Regions from separate parts of the Mus musculus genome. Here region 1 is linked to region 2. A link is a contact called in public HiChIP or PLAC-seq data. All regions are on one chromosome and are shown on one strand. The core of a region is the stretch at or near the end of the contact, and the rest is flanking DNA. Distances in the headings are between cores, read along the strand shown. Region 1 overlaps Rpap3 (RNA polymerase II associated protein 3). Region 2 holds the start of Slc38a1 (solute carrier family 38, member 1).

Region 1 (5,487 bases), core at 1,144-3,643, 1.0 Mb after region 2:
TGACTCTGGGCTGTGTCGAGCTGACATAAAAGCAGCCAGCACACCCTACAACCTGAATGCGGCCTCGCTCACCAAAATGTGTGAGAACTTCTCCATGCCCAGGAACCTGGACCAGCCACACTGTGGCTCTGAGCAAGTCCCGAGGGGGAGGGGCAGGATGGAAAATAAAGAGATAACAAAGGGAAAGAGTCAAAAGCTGGGGTCAGGAGGGCTGAGGGGCTGAAGACCCAGGCCAGCAAGTTTATTAACGGTACAGTTCTTTTATTCCTCAAACAGAGGGTGAAGAATGTCAGATGGTAGAATTATAGGGTGCTCAAAATATCCCAAATTCCACTTTGGCAAGGTACATTATGGGATGGCAAACAAAGCATTTCACACCTCAGTGTCTGCAACATTCAGTCACATACACACACGTGAGGAAAATGCCAAGTGCCAGTTCCTGGATTACTGTCCTTGCCCGCCCCAGGCCCTAGCATCCATCCATAGTGTGCCTTGCATGGCACAACCCTGGATTGGCTGATGGCAGGATGCCCACGTCCTATCATCAGGGCCTCTGGACAGTCTTCAATCCAGCCTAGCCCACGACAGTTCCCCAGGATCCTAGTTACTTTCCTAATAAAAAAAGACTTTGACAGAAGAAACATCTGAGAAAGAAGACAATGGGTCTTTCTCCATGTCCGCAGTCCAGGAGCCCAGGCTGGGAATGGTGCAACCGACAGTGGGTGGAGCTTCCTGGCTCAAATAATGCAACCAAGATAATCTCCCTGGGGCATGCTCAGAGGCTGGCCCATCTCCCAGATGACTCTAGATTTCATGTTGGAAGTTGAAATGAACCATCACTAGCCTCCCGCAGTCTTCAAAGACCACGGTATCTGATGATACACTATGAGGACCTGACCAGGAAGACAAAGGTCTATTTCCTAATTTTTATTTTATGTGTGTGTGTGTGTGTGTGTGTGTGTGTGTGTGTGTGGTGTGCGTGTGTGTTGCACTGTGGAGGTTCAGAGGCACTCCTGTGGGAGTCAGTTCTCTTCTTCCACTCCATGGGTTCTGGGTATCGAACTCAGGTCATCAGACTTGGCTGCAAGTACCTTTACCCACAGAGCCATCTCGCCAACCCTTGTATCCTAGGCATTACCCTGAACAGACAGACATACAGCCCACTGGATGCGGAACACCAAGTACTGAGCTCTTCTCACCAGTCAGTGGCTGAAAGGTTTTTGCTCTGCTTGGAGAGAAACCATGGGTAGACAAGAAACTCTTCAAATATGAACTTCTAGAACTTTCTCACCCCCTTGAGACTTAACAGCTGCAAGGGACTAGAGTGGGCAAGTGATATAGGAACGAGCAATGGCCTCTAATATGGCAGCTCTCGTGGAAGTCTACATACCAGAACCATTGCCCTCCCTGTACCTATAGATCGGCTACAGGGACCCTTGGCTACGGCAGCCAGTGGCACAGGTCTCAGCCTCAAGGATGTGTGTCCTTTGGAACTCTTGGCAAGAAGCGATGCAGATTGTCTTCTCTGGCTTCTCCCAGTCTGCTCTCTCCCCATCTGCCATCTTTTGTTTGTTCTCTTCTTCCTCCTTGGCCTCTTACACTCCTCAAAGGCTATTTGGTTGTTAGTGCCCACTGTGATCACTCGAGAGTACTTGCTTCTTGGAGACAGCCTGTGAGAGCCAGGGTATACAGCTGAGGCACCTGCCTCTACTCAAGGTCTGAGGCATCTAGAGGGCCATTCGGGAACTGGACGCTGAGCATGGCTGGGATGAGTCAGGCATCCTCTGCCACAGGGAGCAGGGACTCAATGGACAGGTGGGATTTCTGGGCAGAATCAATGCAATATGAGGCACCACACGGGAGGCACAGAGGGATTTGATCCCAGGGGATATTGCTAGTACAGAGTCCTCTGACGACTGATGCTTCTGCACCTGTCGCATGACCACAGGCCTCTAAGGCTTATGTACCGCCAATCTTCCGCACCCAAACATCAGTTGTCAGTACTTTGTTCTAGAGAGCCAGGTATGAGGCTCATGAGCTGGGCAGCATCAAGTCCTAGTGTGGGGTGCTTATGGGCATCTGTGGTTTTCAGCTGTCAAGCTATGAGGCAGCGAGTGTGGTATCGATACTGTTAGGTTCCCAGTGGGCACCTGCAGGACCCTCGCCTGTCAAGTCAAGGCCCAAGGCCTGAGCTTTTCCAACCATCAAGCTGCTACTTGAAACCAGAGCCAAGGCTGCTGCTCAGCCTACTGTCAAACCCTGCCTACTGCCAGTCTCCATGGTAACCACCCTTCTCTGTTTCTCCTTCTCTGTCACCAGCTCAGCCTGCGCTCTCAAGAGCAGGCAAAGAAAAGGCCACAAAGAGACGTCTATAAGACCTGATGTGGCAACACCAAGGGAGATGGCACAGAGGGTTCCCTAGGCAACTTCCAGCAAGCCTCACTGCCTATCCACACTATCCAAGAAGGGGTGCTTAAACCAGTCACAGCCTGACACTTGTCGTCATAGTCCCTCGGGAAGTGGTTCATCTAGGCTACAGTCACAGAACACACTGTTTCTAACAGCCTTGGCAGAGGCTGTGTCTTCAGGTGCCAAGGCAATCAGCGCCTTTCACTGCCATCTTTTATATCGTTGTATCAAGGGATCCACGGAGTATTCCAGATGGCTGGCGCTGGCACAGGGGAGTCAGGCTGGTGGATGGACTCAAGGCAGTGCAGGGCTGCACAAGAGTCCGAGAACTGCTCATTAGACACTCAGATGACCCTGTTCCCAGCGCTGGTGCTATGGGGAAACGAAGGAAGGCGTGCTCGCAAATATAAACTGAAAGAGCTTAGTACCTACAGTGCTTCAGACAGGCTGAGTGCCCAGACACAGGCGGGTCCTTGCTCTGTCTCACCCCAACCTTGGGCAAGCCCATAAGGTACTCGGGAAAGGCTGTGTGTGTCTAAACTTTATAAAAGCTTAACAGAACACACAAAACAGTCATGTGGAAAAGAAGTCTTTTTATTGCCCCAAATGATTCAACAGTCAGTATAAGGAAGTGAGCGGAGTTCCACTATAGACAGCTTCCTTTTTCTAAGTGATTTCTCCTTAAAAGTCCTGGGTATCATTCTAAAGTGGATTGACTTGAGGATCCTACAATAAATACCCGGCTTGAGAAAAGGAACCCACTAATTCTAGCCTCCCACACAAGTGGTGATACTCTAGACAGATCAGTTTATCAACATTAACTGGACTCCTGTCATGACCAGGTGAATATTACCACTGACATGTTTTTGTTTTGTTTTGTTTTGTTTTAAAAAAAAAAAAAAACCCTTTTGATATACAAGCAGCTTAAAGTCTGGCACGTAGCCAACATATTACAGATGAACAATAACAAATGGAAAGTAAATCAGATGGGCACAGGTGGTGTAGACCCACAATCCTGCAGTTGGGAGGCAGGGGCAGGAAGGTCAGGAGTTCGAGGCTAGCTGATTGCTGTACCTTAGTCTTAGTCCCCTCACTGACTGGATCTCTCTATGAACAGCATCAACCCTAAGAAGTCGGCCTCCTCAGCATTACCTTTCTTCTTCACCTCAAGGAAAGACTACAGTACACAAAGGCCACCAGGCATGTGGAGTGTCAGGCAACCTCGTACAGCATCTCTGCTCTCACTTATTTAGCAGGTGACACTAGGCGAACGACCCACATATGCTTCCATTCTCTTACTTGGAGACAAAGTCTGTGGCTCCTGATTTGCTAGAGAAACCTTGGCCTCTTTGTCACTGTACAGAAACTGTCATGGCCTGGATCTGACCCAACAAGTCTCCCAGTGGGTCCCGGGCTCACACAAGGATCCTCCTGCTGCCCACAAGTCTCCAGTGGGTCCTGGGCTCACACTCCTCCCTGCCAGGTGCTGATCCCCTCCCTACACTCTGCTTCCTCCCTAGCCTTGATGGTTCTTTGGAATCTTTTCTGTCTGAGCCTAATGTCTCCTCCATGTTTGTACTTAGGACCATGATCGCTGGTGGCCAGGGGCTCAGTTTAAATCTTAGCTATAACATAAAACAGCCAGTTCTAAGAGAACAGCTTCTCCTGGCTTCCTTCCAATTTCTGCTGACCGTAAGACAGGTGGGAAGACCCCACGTGAGAGCACTGCTTGGGCCTGCTGTGGTGGTTTGAATTGCTTGGCCCAGGGAATGGCACTATTAGGAGGTGTGGCCTTATTGGAGGGAGTGTGTCACTGTGGGGATGGGCAATGAGACCCTGTTCCTAACCACGTGGGAGCCAGTCTTCGCCTAGTGGTCTTTAGATAATAATGTCGGACTCTCAGCTTCTGCACCATGCCTGCCTGGATGCTGCCATGTTCCTGCCTTGATGATAATAGACTGAACCTCTGAACCTGTAAGCCAGCCCCAATTAAATGTTTGTGTAAGAGTAGCCTTGGTCGTGGTGTTTGTTCACAGTGGTAAACCCTGGCTAAGAACCCAGGCATACAAAGTCCTAATGCTTTGGCACTCATTGTTCCTGCCTCTGGGGTCTTTCCTAAGCATTTCCCATGGGTCCCTTCTGCACCACCCAGAAGATCTCATGTGGCTTAGGGCCATCACTCCCCCAGAGTCATTAAACTTCTAAAAGCAAAGTCAACACTAACCCAGAACCTCACAGAGAAAAGGTTTTGCAAGTAGGCATGGGTTATAGCATGCAACCTGTAACACGCTTGCTACACGACTCACCACCAACACTCATGGAAGCTGGACCAGGTCTGACGCCAGAGTGAGGACTGGGCAGTGAGTGCCAAGTCTAGACAGCTGTGAGCATCACAAACAGCCCGCAGCAGGAGCTGAAGACACTGTCTTGGTCCCATTGTTGGTAAAACGGTTGCTTTGTTTAGGTGCACGGGAAGGGAGAGAGACAACTGTGCTATCTAGTCAATACTACCCGCCCCACAGAAACCACTTTATTAATGTGGACAGGAAGTAGCTGTGTGTTATAACTATAAAAATTCATGAAAATATAAAAATGTTAATTGAGACACTGAGGAATGTAACTAATATAGCATTTAGTTATTTATAAAATGAAATATCGACCCTTATAGATGTAACTCATAAAAACTTAGTTTATTTGAAGCATCTCTCACTAGTTAGGCCACAGAACACTTACAGTGAATCAACTGCCATCCAGAGATAGGAAACTCCTCTCGGGTAAGGTTTCACTTTTGTAAAAAGTCAAACACTTGATTTCAGTAAGGAAAATAATGTACACAGAGGCGGCAACGTCCGATCATGGAGGTCAGCCGCCGTATCTTTTCTTGAGTTCTTCAACAGAATCTTCCTTCAGGTCTGATTTTTCTAAGTGATTGAATAATACATTTGTAACTAAAAAAGAAAAAAAAATAGATGGTATGTCACTCATTTTAAGACACTATGCAAAACATAAATTCAAGATTAATTTGACCCATCATTATTTGATTTTACCATCTTTTTACCATTTTTTTTACCATCTTTT
Region 2 (4,893 bases), core at 451-2,950:
AAGCGCCACCTTCCTCGGCCCGAGGCAGCTTGTGAAAGGCAGTTCGCGGCGTGACGCGCTTACCGCGAAATTCCTTTTGCCGCCATATGCACTCGAGTCTAGTGCGAGCACAGTTGGGCCGAAACCCAGCGGCGGGCGATGCACCGGGATCCGCGCGCTGTTCGCGAGGGTGCGGAGCAGTCCCGCACCCGGAGCCGGGCTGTCGCGGGGGTTGGGAGAGATGAAGACGGGCTACAAGAGATCTCCGCGCGTTTTCCTCCTCGCGTGGAGCGGACCAGTTTATAAGCGTTTTGCCGCAACGTTTGGGGCCAGGTGCGGGGGAGGGGAGACCAGGGCGCAAGGGTCCTGCGCAAGCAGTGGCCTTTTGTTCTCCCGCCCCACCGGACCAGGCTCTAGAGGAAGTAGCCTATCACTGGCTCTTCATTCGGGAGAGAGCCTCCAGAGAGGGAGAGGAAAGTGAGTCACTGCCAGCATCATCCCACTAACCGGAACGGAGACAGGGGCCGAGCCCGTGGAGGTGCAGCCAACGTGCACCTGTTTACCGCGCTGGGGAGCCGGTCTCCGAGGCTCCGCTGCCGGCCAGTCCCAAGATGCAGACTGATTCACTCCTCGGTGTACCTTATGCCCCTTACATCGCATGCTTGGTTCCTAATTCGCGAAAGTGACACCAGATCTGGTGGCACACTCCATCACCATAAAACCAGGTCTACAAAGTAAGGTACTGTACGCCACGGCGGTATCTGGAGTCCCTGCGTTCAGGGAAGGGCACCGGACTCCTGCCTTCTAGAAAGGCGCCGCGACGCTCTGCCCGTGTCCACGAGACATGGAGGCTGTCTGAGTTACCTCCTTCCCTTCCTGTTCAAACTCCCCTTCCCTCCAAGTCGCCGCTCCCTCTGCCCTCCAAAAGCACCTTACCTCGAGAAATAAAGGGAAAGGCGCCACCAAAGTGTCCGCCCTTCCAGGCCGTCCCCGGCAGTTAGATGTCCTTTTTTGTGTCAAGGACTAGCTAGGGAAAGGTGGCCCCAGGTCTGTAAGACTGGGCGGGGAGGATCCGCGTGGCGGGTTTCGGAGGAAGGTAAAAGGCCGGGTTACCGGCGACCTTCAGGAAGAGTGGCGTGGCCACAGCTCTCCTCCTCCTCCTCCTTTTCCACCACCACCTCCTCCTCCTCCTCCTCCTCCTCCTCCTCCTCCTCCTCCTCCTCCTCCTCCTCCTCCTCCTCCTCCCAGGGCTGGTTGCATCAGTTTCCCCCCACCCACACTCTGCCCGCCAGCACTTACATTCACACGCCCGGCGCGGAGGGGCTCCAACCTGACTCATTGGCTCCTGCGAGGCGCGTCGCCCTTTCTCTTCGGCAGTTTGGGGACGGGAGCGCGGCCTTTCAGACCATCATCCCTCCATGCCCGCGCGCCGGCGGAGTTGAGCTGTGTGCGGTAGAGCAGTGCGGGTCACATGCCGCTGGTCGCCGCGCCTTCTTGCTCCTCTTCCCCCCTGGGCTACCAGACCGCAAGGCGACCGCGGCTGGCGGACACCGAGCATCCAGGAAGGGCAGTGCGAGCGGATGCGCGAACAACGCGCTGGTGGTACCCGAGCATACGGAGGCTGCGGGCCTCCCGGCACCTGCCTGCGCCCTCCCGGGGCCTCAGCTGGGGCCACAGCTGCCGCACCCGCACCCTCGGGGTTGGAGGTGGAGCGGCTCACTCGCCCAGGCGGTGGCAGGGGGCCGTCTCTTGGGGTACGCCAGGGCCTCACCGAACGGAGTTGCATTGTGGGAAGGGAGCAGCGTGAGGGTAGCCCCGCGACCCAGGGGCGGTGGTGGACTACGGGACGCGCGGGGACACCTTTGGAAACCTGGACACCTACAGTCCCGCCCCCCCCCCCCCCAGAGCAGCTCTGGGGACCCCTTGGGACTCAGAGTGTGACAATAACCCAAGGGGTCTGCACCAATAGCCCTGCTGCCCCGGCCACGTGACTCTACCCTTGCTGGGCCTGGAAAAAGGAACAGGCTGAAAGCCATATCCGCCTCGGGTTACTTCTCCTGCCCCACTCTTTGTCTGAAGTGCAGCCCCTTAACTGACTGGCTGGCACAGTCGCTTCTCCTTAAAATGGCGACAGGAAATCCCACCTACACACCAGCCAATGAGACCACCACCACCACGGAGTCTGCCGCGTGGAAGCCTGAGTCCCTCTCATCCGGATGGCTCCTGTTTTGGGTCCGGCCGGAGATTCATCAGCCTGACCACTAATAAATTTTAACCAAGAGGATTTTATTCAGACACTGACGCCGAGATGGAATTCCGAATGTAGCACCCAGACACCTCAGCCAAGGGTTTACAAAGGCAAAGAATACAAAGCTTCAATCTGTTCTCTTGCAAGCTTGTTTACAGAAGCAGAACCAGCAGTTAAAAAAAAAACCATAATAATAATAATAATAAAGATTAACCCCTAGTAGCGCTTAACATTTGGAGGTCGAAATTTGCTTTAAGCACAGAGATTTTTAAACATAAAGTTAGCCATCAACATGTTAGCCATCACTGTTCCATCAAAACAAGAAATGGCGGTTGAATCATGATTCAAAAATGACTCTACCTGGAGCCTTTCAAGAGGCTGAGTAATGAATGCTGTTTTGCGGTGCTTACAGATTTTCAGTCTCCTCTGGGAAAGTGGGGGGCCAACCAAGATTTAAGCTTTTTAGTGGCTGGTATTCTTGCTCCCTTCCAATGGCCGTAAATGGTCGTGGTGAGTTAAACACTGGCTTCCAAAGAAACAAGTGGGAGGTGTGTTCTTGAACATGCCTGGAAACCGGAAGGTCACTGCAATCAGAAGGGCAGTTTCTTCCTCAAACACAGCATCTCCCCCCACCCCCCACCCCATTTTTTTTTTGTCCTGTTGCTCCTTCTTTGTGTGAAAAACTTATGTATTATAGTAACACTCTAAGTTTACACCGAAAGTCCATTCTTTTTACCTTTCTTCCTAGAGGAAGTCAAAATTTACGATTTTGTTACGATTATGACTGAATAAGTTACCCTGAATAGGTATATGGGCCAGTAGCAGACTCAATTAACCTGGACTAACCCCCCCCCGCCCCCGCCCCCGCCCCCGCCCATACACCTGCTGATATGAGGTCCCCAACACATATATATATAGCAGAGGACTGCCCGGTCTGGGTTCAGCCAGAGAAGATGCACCTAACCCTCAAGGGACTGGAGGGCCCAGGAGTTTAGAGGTCTGGTTGGGTGGGGGTTGGGTTCTAGGGACATCCTCGTGGAGGGGGGGTAAGGGGGGCGGTATGGGATGTGAAACTGTTGGAGGGAGAGTGGACTGAGAGGGGAATGGGGTCTGGAGTGTAAGTAAATAAATAAATAAATAAATGAAGTATTTTTAAAACTATGTTTAAAAAAAAAAGCCTGTTGAAGGTTGTGCGTCTTTTAAAAAAAGATGTACACTCATGGGTGTTGCAGAGAACATGATCCCAAGCCTTTTAGCTCAGGATGTTACTTAACTTGCCAGCTCCTGTACACAGAACGACTAGTTACTCAGGGCTGTTCGAGCTGAATGAAATAGGAACCCAGCTCGTCCTACTCACTAGCTTCTCGGCTACACGCTTTCTATGCTTCTCGGCTACGCACTCTCGCTGTTTTCACATTTAATCCTCTTCACTTTAGTTGGGTATTAACTGTCCTTTCTGAAACGAGAAAGCAGATCCACAGAGGAGGGAACATTGACCGTATCGGCAGAGGAGGGGACGGATTCCCACTCGAGTCTGATTTAAAAGTCCATGGGCAGTCTTTAGAAGCACAGACCACCCCAGACATGGGTTCTCCACCCCTTCCCAGGGATTTTTAGTTGACATTTGCCACCGAGGGGACAAATGCATCCGTGGCCCTCCGCTTCATAGAAAGACTGTTAGAGAGACATCCTGAGAGTATGGCAGAGGCAGGGTTTAAGAAGTGCCTGGTAGCTCCCTTCTGAAGTCCTTCCAGTAGGTCAGCCGTAAACCCAACCTCGGTAGTCTTCTTGGGATCTTTAGATGATGCCATGAAGATGTTTCCTCACTCACCGAGCGCTCACTAAGAGACCAGCGGAGGGCTAAGCATTTACTCTCCAGAACATTCTAAACAGGGCATGCCACCCTCATCCCTGATTGAAGGGTTAAAGGCTTTACCCCCAAACCGGACAGCTGTAATCTTAAATCTGAAACCCAGAGACAGTTCTCCATGTCTAAAGCTGAGAACTTCCTGGATTCTGTGAGACCCTTGTTTAGCTGGGAAATAGGAAGGGTCCAGGCCATTACATTTGAGATAGGAGCCTCTGTTTCCAGTCTTTCTCAGTTTGCCCTGTGTTAGACTTATGGGCACCACAGGCATTGCTGTCGGGTTGTGACTTATTTACCCACCACTTGCAAGTGAGCATACTGACCAGAATGGTACTAAAGTAGTCAGGATAAAATGGCAGACTTTACCAAGCTGTCCTAAGGGACAGAAAATAGAATTTGAAAAGACAAATTCAACTTCATAGGGAAACAAAAAGAACAACAAAACCAGGATAACCAAAACTATCCCGAATAATACAAGAACTGCTGGTGGTATCACCATCCCTGATTTTAAGTTGTATTATGGCGCTGTAGTAATAAAAACAGCATGGTTTTGGCGTAAAAACAGACACGTCAATAAACTGAATGGAAGGCCTAGACATATTTCCACACACCTATAGACACCTGATTTTTAACAAAGAAGCCAAAAATACACACTGGAAACACACACAGCATCTACAACAAATGGTAGGGGTCAAACTGGAGGATGGCAAATAGAACATATATAGAAGAATGTAAATAGATCCACACTTACCACCTCACGCAACAGCCATTGCCAAATAGGTCAAGAACTTTCCCCTAA

The links. HiChIP or PLAC-seq counts read pairs in DNA pulled down with a chosen protein or histone mark.
Region 1: an H3K4me3 HiChIP or PLAC-seq map of embryonic forebrain shows a contact between it and region 2, with 3 times the contacts expected there. The contact joins the enhancer-like site here to the promoter of Slc38a1 in region 2. A contact is called at or near these places in 3 of 39 promoter capture datasets (the 3T3-L1 cell line, cranial neural crest and hippocampal neurons) and 2 of 115 datasets of contacts at active chromatin or transcription factors (embryonic forebrain and neural tube).

What each region holds. Positions count from the first base shown.
Region 1 is chr15:97,670,023-97,675,509 of GRCm38.p6, forward strand. It overlaps Rpap3 (RNA polymerase II associated protein 3), which reads right to left. Exons shown (of 17, transcript NM_028003.2): 17 at 5,083-5,357. The coding sequence ends at 5,272. Among named protein-coding and RNA genes, the nearest start is that of Rpap3, 33 kb to the right of the region's middle. Within about 2 kb of position 2,394, at least 78 of the 459 cell types and tissues checked have an H3K27ac peak or open chromatin away from gene starts, as enhancers often do. A contact at or near this core is called in embryonic forebrain and hippocampal neurons, where this site is marked.
Region 2 is chr15:96,641,213-96,646,105 of GRCm38.p6, forward strand. Slc38a1 (solute carrier family 38, member 1) reads right to left here and starts at 1,701. Exons shown (of 16, transcript NM_001166458.1): 1 at 1,279-1,701.